3 separate regions of the Anser cygnoides genome follow, and regions 1 and 3 are each linked to region 2. The links are chromatin contacts, called in public Hi-C maps. All regions are on one chromosome and are shown on one strand. The core of a region is the stretch at or near the end of the contact, and the rest is flanking DNA. Distances in the headings are between cores, read along the strand shown. Region 1 holds the start of NPEPL1 (aminopeptidase like 1). Region 2 overlaps GNAS (GNAS complex locus). Region 3 overlaps GNAS (GNAS complex locus).

The links. A called contact is a pair of places that touch in the nucleus more often than the background predicts.
Region 1: a contact with region 2 is called in a Hi-C map of liver, with 3 times the contacts expected there. The contact joins the promoter of NPEPL1 here to the enhancer-like site in region 2. A contact is called at or near these places in 2 of 7 Hi-C or Micro-C datasets (both in liver).
Region 3: a contact with region 2 is called in a Hi-C map of liver, with 3 times the contacts expected there. The contact joins two enhancer-like sites. A contact is called at or near these places in 2 of 7 Hi-C or Micro-C datasets (both in liver).

The regions. Positions count from the first base shown.
Region 1 is chr16:5,379,975-5,383,777 of Taihu_goose_T2T_genome, forward strand. NPEPL1 (aminopeptidase like 1) reads right to left here and starts at 2,152. Exons shown (of 12, transcript XM_048074600.2): 1 at 1,907-2,152; 2 at 452-637. The coding sequence starts at 2,056.
Region 2 is chr16:5,305,101-5,308,583 of Taihu_goose_T2T_genome, forward strand. The region is part of intron 1 of GNAS (GNAS complex locus); the gene reads right to left. Among named protein-coding and RNA genes, the nearest start is that of GNAS, 24 kb to the right of the region's middle. Within about 2 kb of position 1,426, at least 3 of the 3 cell types and tissues checked have open chromatin away from gene starts, as enhancers often do. A contact at or near this core is called in liver, where this site is marked.
Region 3 is chr16:5,226,054-5,229,499 of Taihu_goose_T2T_genome, forward strand. The region is part of intron 4 of GNAS (GNAS complex locus); the gene reads right to left. Among named protein-coding and RNA genes, the nearest start is that of NELFCD, 55 kb to the left of the region's middle. Within about 2 kb of position 1,473, at least 1 of the 3 cell types and tissues checked has open chromatin away from gene starts, as enhancers often do. A contact at or near this core is called in liver, where this site is marked.

The DNA of each region.
Region 1 (3,803 bases), core at 902-3,401, 76 kb after region 2:
TTTCCTGCACAGAATTTGTGCTGGAGTACTAGTTTACATTAAGATTTCTAAAACTTATTGACTAATTTGAGTCACCTAAAACTGGCTATCCAATATAGACATAGCACTCTGTATGCAGTCCATATCAGTCTTCTAAAGCATGACATGTACCATGTGCTAATGCCTTAAATATTTTTTCAAATAAATCCACTACTGGTTCCCTTTGCATGGACGTTACTGGTTGAAAACATTCCATACATATCCATCCTTAATTCCTTCCAACTGTTTGAGCATGCATAAGCTATTATACTTAGGTCTTGTTTACGCTCCAGAGCAAAACCATTTATAAATGCTGGTATAATTATACTGGTAACACTCATCCACCTCTTGTCTCCTTGGATACAGCTAAAATCCTGAAAAGTCAACAAAATACTAGACATTTCACCAGAAGCGTTTTCCAACAGCCACTTACAACAATACATCTGTTGACACCTCCTGGAAGACAGTTTCTGACCAGGCGGGTGATGAACTGAGCTGCAGATGGGCTATTGTGTCGGCTGACCCTGGAAGGCAACGCGGCCACAGTGGCGTAATTCAGGTAGAGAGGACAGCTGTCGGTAGGGTTTGGATTCAGAGTGCTTAAAGCAGACTGCCATATCTGAGGAGAAAAGAAGAATTAAAAAAGAAAGAACTGTATCAGACTTTGTTTCCAATACCTAAAATCCTTTATTTAAGAATGCCTCAACATAGTTGGAATGAGACGGAAAGACATTATGCACACCCTTTTAAATGCAATAACCTCTACGACAGTAAAGAGGCAGGAAATATGATGAACCCGTTTATTAATCAGAAAATACAAATGTGCTTTCCATTACAAGTGTCTCTTAAGCCACATGAATTATAATTTAAAAACACACCATTAATGCACAGGCTGCTTCAGACCCTTTTAAGTTAAGACCATTTTGCTACTGATAAATAGATGGACTGATTTACTGGTCCCGTGTTATTCTTTCATACAGCAATTTAATTAAAAACAAAAAAGAAGGCTAGATATTGTCATAAGAGACTCGAGAGCCCAACAAATAAAACTGCCAAGCATCTAGCAACCTAAAAGCCGCAATGCAAAACATCTATCGTTTTGCCACAAGCCATCAACACCATCTAAATAAAAATAGATCCACATACTCCCCAGCAGTAGCTGAAAGCAGGGGAGGAGGAAAGAGATGCGATATCTTTCACCCCTTGCAGGCAGCCAGGCTTAGTCTCCAGCTTGCCACCTGCCACCTAAGAACGTGTATTTCGAGAATTATTTTAATTGCAGTCAGCAGCTTGTCATCTGGGAGGAATGCAAAGCACTTTTCACCCGTCAAAGCGGGTAAAAGGTAAGAGCCGTACGCTTTAAGGGGCAGCGCTGCCCACAGCTCCAGCGACAGGCTCCGGCCACAACCCGCGGCTGCCCCAGGGCCTCGGGGACACCCTGCAGCACCGAGGCGAGCGGGCCCCCGACGGGTTTCGCTTTTCATTTTTCCGTAAGGGCCCCCTCGGGGTGATTTTAGGGCACCGCTCAGCCGGGTAAAGCAAAGCCCCTTCCCGCTCCCGAGGCCGTGCAAAGCCGGGTTTCCCCCGAGCGAGGCCCGGCAGGCCCCGGCCCCTCACCGCGGCAGGCCCCGGAGCCGCAGCCGGGCGGTCCCCAGCCCCCGGGACGGGTCCGCAGCCCCCCGGGGAGCGCCCCGAGGCCGCCCGGCCGCAGCCCCGGCACGGCGCGGGGAGCACCACGAGGCCGGGCCGGGCCGGGCCGGGGAGAGGCGGCCTCGGGAGGGGCCGCGGGCAGCCGGGGGAGGCGGCGGCGGGGCGGCGGTGACGGAGGGGGGCGGCGGTGGTGGTGTGTGTGTGTGGGGGGGTCCGCGCTCCCCCAGCCCGGCCTCACCTCCTCGGTGACCCGCGGCTGCAGCTTGCCCCGCAGCTGGGCCCAGGGCAGGCGGTGCAGGTTGTGGAGCTGGCCCAGGACGAGCAGCGGGCGGCTCTGCGGGTCCGCCTCGCCGGCGCTGGCCTGGAACTCCAGCTGCACGTTCGCCATCTTCCTGCCCGCCGCCCGGCCCGGCTCGGCACGGCCCGGCTCGGCCCGTCCGCACGGCTCCGCCCCGCCGCCCAGCGCCGGCTCGGCGGGGCGGGCACCGCGGCGGGGCGGGCGGCCTCCGGCGGCCGCGCCGGGCACCGCAGGCGGGCGCTGGGCCCGGATGTGGGTCGGGGCCCGGAGGTGGCACCGGGCCGATAGCGGGGCCTCTGCTCGGCCCCGGGAAGCAGCCCGGCCCCGGGGCCTCCGCCTGACGCGTGGGGGGCACGGGCTGCCCGACGGGGATGTGTAAATACGCGTAGGGGTACGGGCCGCTTAAGCTCGTCTGGAAGCTTTGCTTGTGTGGAATATCTACATGAAATAACCTGATAAGCTGTAAATAAAACGTGAAGGAAGCGTGGTTTACTGTACGGTGATGGTTAACTAATAACCACCCCGCCGCATCTTGCAGCTTGTTCTTCCCCTCCTTACTTGGAAGCCACTAAATAATACACACACACAGAGGAGCGGTGTTCCCCTTGCATCTGCTGGGAACCTTACACATAACAAAAAGCAACACTTGTGCTAGACCACAGAACGGCTCGGGTCGGAAGGGACCTCGAAGACCACCCAGTTCCAAGCCCCTGCCGTGGCAGCGATGCCACCCGCTAGGTCAGGTTGCCCAGGGCCTCATCCAGCCTGGTCTTGAACAGCTCCGGGGATGGGGCACCCACAGCTTCTCTGGGCAACCTGTTCCAGTGCCTCCCCACCCTCTGAACGAAGAATTATTAGATGATATTAATAGGCCTTTTGTATTTGACCCGAGTTTCAGAAAACACACATGTAGATCATTTCGGTTTTCTACAATTTCACAGTTCATAGACAACAATGGAAAAAAGATGCTGCAACACTGCAGTGCACAGTGTGACACTCGTAGAGTCTTTCTGCCTCTTCAGTAAAGGTATTTGTACTAATTCCAGCCACCTCCATGTACAATTAAAATGCATGCAATTTTAATCAAGCTGGAACTCTTATTTGCCTCTCATAACTCCATTTAAGGATGGAAATGCTACATTTTGAAAGTGTAGAATCATACAGGGATAAAAATGGAAAGAGCCAAATTCTTTCCTTCATGAAGCTAAGTATCAGAGAAAATGTGCTTCTAAAAACATTACAGAAACAGAGGAAAAAGCCAAAATACACTCTAAACTATAATATGGGTAGTCACTTAAAGGAAACACTGTTTTCCGAGCTCCAACTTTAATAGTAAATTTGTGTTTTAAATATAATAGGATTGTTATCCTTACATTTTTGTATTTGTCAAGCACCTCCTATTAATGTCAGGTCAGGAGGGAATCAATACTCATTAATCTGCAGCTATGTGAAAAGTCTAAATATCTCAAAGGGAGTGCACTTCCATTTATAATGGAAAAGTAAATGCAGATGCAAATAATGGAAGTACATCTAAGAAAAAAATACATATTAGGCTGAATTCCAGAAAAAAAGGCTTTCTTAGAGTAACTCTTACTTGGTCCCTGATGGAACATTATGGAAACTTTATTGCCCAATACATTTAAAATTAGCTTGAATAAAAGATCTAGCAAAATCTATTGCAGAGGTCAATCACGCGTCATCACAGACTGGACAGGATAACCCAATAAACAAGTTCAAACTCCAACACTTGATAACACTTCATGTAGAGATATGAAAGGCAACTTTTATGAGTCTCTTTACCGAGCCAAAGAACATAAGCTGTGTAGGGATTCACTAT
Region 2 (3,483 bases), core at 176-2,675:
AGGGCGCAGGGCGAGGGGCAGCCCGCGGACCCCGCCAGACATCGGGGGAGATGTTACAGCACGCTCCCCTGCAACGCCCGGTGCTCCTAACCTGCGTGACAAGTGCCAGTCGGAGAGCTTCAGATCCTCAGTTCCAAAAAATAAAACTAAAAGTGAGAGTCTGATTGAAACCGTAGTTGCCTCTACACTAAAGGAGCTTTCTGTTTTTCCCTACCCAGTGGCTGGGGCAGCTTCAGGAAACAGGTCTGCCTGTCTGTCACAATAATTGTTTCTGCCTCAGTTATCTAGTCCAGTCAAAACAAGCCAAGTTCATAGCCAGAGCTGCAAGAGATTTCGAACAAGATTTCTGCGAGCCCCCCTGCAAGCCGAGCATCTCCCTGACACCCAGCTCGCCTCACCCCACTGCTCCCCGGCCAGGACCACCGGGCCCCTCAACATCACCAACCCCAATACGCAACGGGACCGCTCGGAAGAAAAAATCCACTCAAGGTCTCCCTGTCCTTTCCTATCACACAGCTGACTGCTCCCTCCCTTCGCCATCGCGCGGTCCCCTGGAGAAAAGCCTGCACCTTCCGGGCCGCAGGAAGCAGCGCGGCCCCACTGGGGCTGGGGCCCCGGCTGGCTGCTGCCCTTGAGCCGCTTCTCTGCGGCTCTGTGCGAGATTTATAATCCAGCTGGCTGCCTGGCGGCTCTGCCAGAGCCGGGGGGCCGGAGCGGGACGGCAGCGCTCGGGTCTGCACGCCTGGAAGTGACCGAGGGTCTTGCAAAGCAGAGCCGGACCACTGTCACAAAAACCAAATAAAACCATCCCCCCCCCAAAAAAAAATCCCACACCTAAAAAAGATGAAGAGAAATAGAAAAAAAAGTGAAAACCAACCCTGAAAGGCTTTCTAGCTGGTCTGTCCCCAGACTATGCAGGAGGCTCAGCAAAAGAGGAATTTGTCCCCCACCCCCTCTGGCACAAAGTTGCAGCACGCGCAAACAAACAAAAAAAAAATCCATAAAAAACGCCAAAAAATACCCAAAGCTCATCCTCTGCAGTGTACAGGGTGCCTCTTTAATATTTTCAATCTGCAGAGGGATTTGCTTTGGGATTTCTTGCCGGTGAAGGCAGAGGGAGCAGGGCAGGAGCGGATCAGAAGGGAGAAGTTCCCCAGAGGGTTTCAGAAGTTACCGCACATGTATTTCACCAGCGGCTATTTTTAACCCGGCGGTTGCTATTTTTACCAATGTCAGTGTTTTCCATGTGTTGAACTCTGTCCCCGCGCAGGCTGCGGGGCGCTGCGCCCCGGCCCCCCCCCAGGCGGCCCCCAGGCTCCCTGCTCCCCCCCGCTCCTCCTCCCTCCAGCGCTGGCGTTGGGTTGTGTGCAGCACTTCGGGAGCTCTTTCCAGAGTATCAGCAGGGCCTGGACTCCGCTCCCGCTGCCCCTCCTTTGTATGGATATATCTGGGGGGGGGTGCGTGGTACAAAGTCCAACCGCCAGCACCCAGCAAAGCTCCTGCTTCAACTTCATTCCTCTCCAAACGCATTCCTGCCAACCGGGAGGGGAGAGGGGAAAAAAAAAAAGAAGAAAAGAAAAAGTAAACAAACGCCACTGTTGCTAAGTTTTGCACTTTATACCCTTTTATATTTACAATCCTCTCTTGGCTAAAAATAGCAACACATGATCCATTTATAACTGGCCGGACATGCCCCGAAGCCGCTGGCGGGGCCCTGGCTGATGAAAGGAGCTCTTTGCGTTCCTTCTACCTGAGCTCATCTCGCGCTTAAAGGGCTCAGACAACCCCGCTGCCACAAAGCACACATTGAAACCTCTGCTGCTTCCAGGGGAGATCAGGATAAGGGGTGCAAAAAAATAAAATAGCGTAAAAAAAAAAAAGACACTAAGCCCTACAGGCTGCCCCGTGCCCTGCTTGGCGGAACATGGGAGCAGGGAGGTGCGGGAGGGGAAGGCGGCCCTGGCACCGGGCAGGAGTGTGCCCCAACCCATGGCAAAGGGGCTGTGGAGGCAGCTCGGGACACGATCGAGAAATGACTCTGGAAATCACACCAGAGGCGGCCATGGGAGCGACTGCGGGCTCGGCTCTCAGGACAGCTTGGGTGGTCATTCTGGAAGCGACCTTCGGATGGCAGCCAGAGGTGGCTGCTGGGGATGGCTCCAGAAGTGGGTTGGGAGGTGGCCCTAAAAGCGGCTGGAAATGGTGCCCAGTTTGTCTGTAGACCACTCCAGGCCTGGTTCTTGGGCTTGGGCTGGAGAGCGATTCCAGAACCAGCGCTGAAGCTGGCCTAGAAGCAGCACCTCAACTGCCCGAGGCAGAAATGCACGGATTTATTTGCAATGATTGTTCACACAGGAAGTTTTAAAAATGGGGGATTTTCTTCTTTCACCAGTACTAACATCTTCTGAATCCAACGTTAAAAATTTCCATCAGCACCTGTGAAGGATTCATAGCTGCGCGTGTAGTGTAAACAGCTCGGGAACTGAAGGAGAAGTCACAAGGGCCAGGCACAATGCCCGTTTCAGTGGAAGCCACACCTTCCCTTAGAGAGCCCAGGTGCCACACGAATGCCACTTCCCTTCTAGTATCAACAAGCTTCAATGTTTTAAAGTTTCCTCTTTGAGGCACACGTTTCCTGCTTTTAGTCTCTTGTCGCAGAACCAGGCCCAGGTCAGAGGCAGGACGGCAGGTCACACATCGCCCAGCAGCGGTAACAGAAACTACGGTGCGGGACTACGCTGGCAAACATCACTGTTTTAGCACAGTTTATCACAAAGATGCAAATCCTAGATGCTTAGAAATAGAGTCAAGCCCTCCCAAAATTATGGGACCTAAAGGAAAATACACCTTCCAGTTATGCGTCTTTCAGGTACTTTAGATGTTTCTCAGTACTCTTTAGAGCCAAGGAACACGGTTTGTTTGCAGTGACAGCAAGAGTTCAGTGCAGGATGCCATGGATTGCAGCTCCAAGGAAAAATGTAAGAATCATGGTAGGACCTGGAGAACAATTGATTGGAACAGCTGGCAACATCCTTACCTACATTTATTCTTTACAGCCCTATTTGCTGCTTTTCTGCCATTCTTCTTGGTTTTGGTTTCTTTATGGGAAACCACATCACCTGACATCTCGTCTGTGCCGGAGCTTTCAGGCTACATTTCCCCTCTGTGACTACACCACATACATGCTCACATCTACGTGTACTGGTGCCTTCGTCAGCATCGGACATCCTTCTTCCAAGTGCAACCGCAAGGGTTATTTTGCTGACGAGGTGCTGAGCCCGCAGGTCCCCACCCCAGCAGCTGCAGCCCCACAGCCCCCCTGTGGGGGGCTCCTGCAGCTTGCAAACACCATCAGCCTTTTCCCCTGCTCCTTCCCCTCCCTGGCACCTTCCCGTTCTCACCATCTTCCATTTTGAAGCTGACATCCACCCCCTACTCCTTGCAGCTTTGGCCCCCTCTTCTGCCAACAAAACCAAACTCCCT
Region 3 (3,446 bases), core at 223-2,722, 79 kb before region 2:
TCCTGGATTAAAAATGGGGTAATGCAGAGTCTAATCAAGTAAAAATCCTACTTGCAGTACAAAATTTCAACAAGTTGAGTAAGTGGCAGCAGGTAAACAGCAGTTTTATTAAAAGTCAACCAGAGAAAGTGTTAAAGAACTTGGAGGTCGAGTGTTTTGGTTGTAAAAAAAATTAATCCTCAAGAGAGAAGCTCCAGGCCTGGGAAAAAATAAGGAACCAAGATCGGCTTTTGAGAGGCATTCTGAAAGAATAAAATATTAGTAGAAAATGAAAGAGAAAAACTGGACATACTGTCTACACGGTTTTGTTCCCTCCAAATATATAAATACTCAAGAGACTTTTAAAAAATGTTTATGAAGCAATGTTTTATAGGCATTAGGATGTTGGCAGGGAAAAAACATTGGCACAGTAATTGCGACTATGACACCATGTTCACAGGAACCCTAGCATGGACGTGCAACATTACTTTTTCTTTGTAAAACCATAATATAGGGCGGATCTGGCAGCAGAATAGCTTATTTACTAATTCCAGCAAAAGTCAATGCCACTGAAAAAAGAAAAACCACACTACCTACTAAAAGGTGTGTACAGCCATTACACAATGTTGTGGTTAAAACTGGGATTCAATTCCTGGGCAAAGTTCAGCGTCCCATGGAGTTGTGCATTTCATAATAAGAGTTTTAAATAGGTCAGCCACTTACAAGCCTAATGATTAAAGGTCAAACTAAATCAGATTCTAACTGTAAAATTGTATCTTGGAGGACATTCGCTTCCAAGATTAAAGCTTTTAAAAACAACGCTGACCATTGGTTTCAACCCTCTTTACCAACATGCTCTGTATGGTGGGGGCACACAAACTCTGCTTTCGGGATGGGCAGGCAGCGGTGCTGCATTCCCCTAATGACCTGTATTAGGGCACCACGGGATCACGGGGCGGCACGTCAGCAAGGGGTATTCCAAGACAAACTGCACAGGTTGATTTTTCTCCTTTCAGGATAGGTAAATACACAGCAAATTGATTTATTTTTTTATTGCTCGTATCTGAAATCAAGCGATTACTATTGACTGTAAGGCTACTCAGTGAAGGAAGCCAACGGTGTCTTGTCATTCTCCCCGTTTGGGCAGGGATCCTACAACGTGTTAAATTTGTCAAATCAGACAGTTTAATAAGGCACTTACTTGAATAGGGAAACATCTGCATTCCTAATGGTGTGAACAAGTGTTAATTATTGCTTGCTATTTTAGGGAAAACATGCCGATGATATCACAAAGGAAACGCATACCTACAAATAGTTGAAGATATTCTCCAGCTACTGGCACATGTCCAGAGGCGAATACAAAACTCTTTGGGAGAGGCCAGAGTACTCAGCATTTCCCATAACTGAGTCAGAAATACTTTCAGCAAGCATTCAGCCTCATTATCAATAGTTTTTCGTGTTTAGAAAGAAGAACAAGGCTAAAATATTTTGGGTGTCTGTTTACGTTACCTCCACATTTCTAGTAGTAGAAATGAAACCGGATGTTGCTGCAAGAAGGGATAACGGGAAGGGAATTTTATTTAAGAAATTCCTGTCAAGCTTGAACTTTCATTTTTTCCCTCTGTTACGTTTCAAAAAGGCCGCAGTATTTGCGAAATGTGATTCTATACCCATTATACACCACAGCGCCTTTGGTTAAGTCTCCAATAGCATATCAGCACACCATCTCCCTTTCATTTTTACTTTCACGAGATATTTCATCACCGCAGAAGCTTAATCTGTTGATACTGGAACACTACTCAGATTTAATTCTTTCATACAGCTCCTATTTAAAACCCATCGCTCTCGTTAGGGAGGAGGAACTCACTCTTGGTGAGAGCACCAAGATGGAAGGTCGGCAGGTGCGGGCTGCCCATTTGTCAAGGCTTCGCTGTAATTTTAAACCAAGTAATCAATATTCCTCTGCTTCTTCAGGATATACTTACACGTGAAGAGAAGGTAATTCATTAACGAATTAAACCCACTACTAGCATAAAAGGCTCAGGAAAAAGTCTTCTATACCATTTCAGCTCTCTCTTGGGGCAGCAGAGAGCTGTGACAGAGGCATTGCAACCAAGAGCTATTTTTACAGACCTCTGGCTAGGAAGGAAGGTTTAATAAAACTCTGAGAAATTTCCTTTGAGCCTTAAATTAGGGTTTGGAAAATATCTTTGATACTACATCATTTCATTGCTTTTTGTGTAATGAATATATAATAAACTTAAAACAAATAGTCAAATCAAACGACCTTATTGCCTTATGCAACTGCTGAGAACAGCGCCACTTTGAATAACGCGTTGGACGTGGGACCACACTGCAACTTTGCTGTCCCCTTTCAGGTTAGAAACAAAAAGCCAATTTTTGACAGAAACTTCCACCAACAGAAAAGGGTAGAAGTTGATTTAGAATAGGAAGGAACTCTCTCTCAAGACAAATCCAAAGGAACGATCACTGATCACCACACAACCGTTCTGAAGAACCAGAATCTGTATTTACAGAAGTATTCATAGACTCCAAATGCTGTTTACGTGAGGAGATCAGGCTTGCATACATTTACAAGAGATTAATCAAACTTCTGTTTACTTTCTGGGATTGATTTATTTATTTATTTTAAAAGAGTAAAAGCTACCCAGTTTTCCTGAGAGCTTAAGAAATCTTGATTTTTATTGGAACGCTGAAGAAATGTCCTAGGATAATAAAATATCTTGAAGTTATGTAGCTCATACGTAAGGAAGGTTACAAGTGAAACAAACAAATGAAATGTGCTTTTGTAAAAGTCCAGGTCAGGAATATTTCCATGCTTTCACTAGTATCAAAGACAACAGACATTCAATACATGCATGTAAAAATGCACATGCTTTACTACACTGTACAATGTCTCGTGTAAGTACCTAAACTACACCCTGAACTTAGTATTTATTTTTCTACAGGAGCACTGTTAGAACTACTGAAATCATTTGAGCAGCCCTGACTTTCCAAGAGTTCTACCTACTTTGTAGGATAGTCCAGCTATGTGCTTAAAAAGGATTATTTGTGAACATAAACTATTTTAAATCTCATTTATATCCTTCACCTCATATTTCAAATAAATGAAGATCTAATTATTTTTTTCTGAACCCAAGCGAAACACCTATAGGGAGACAACGATAAACACCACAATTAGGTCATGAAAAAGAAAAGGCGAAAGCTACTCTCAGTTGGAGATGCTTTTATTGGTCCTACCAAGCAGAAAAGAGAAAATCTGGAAAGCTGGAATGTGTAACCTCCCCAAAGGCAAGCTGAAAACCCTGATGACCTGGGGGGTTTCTGAAAAGCAGGAGTCTACTGGAAGCGATGCGTGTCCGCGTACCTTTAGAAAACACAACATTCCTGGCAGCAACAGACGTGTGCGGGATCAGAACGGTCAGGCGTGCAGGGCTGCCTCCACC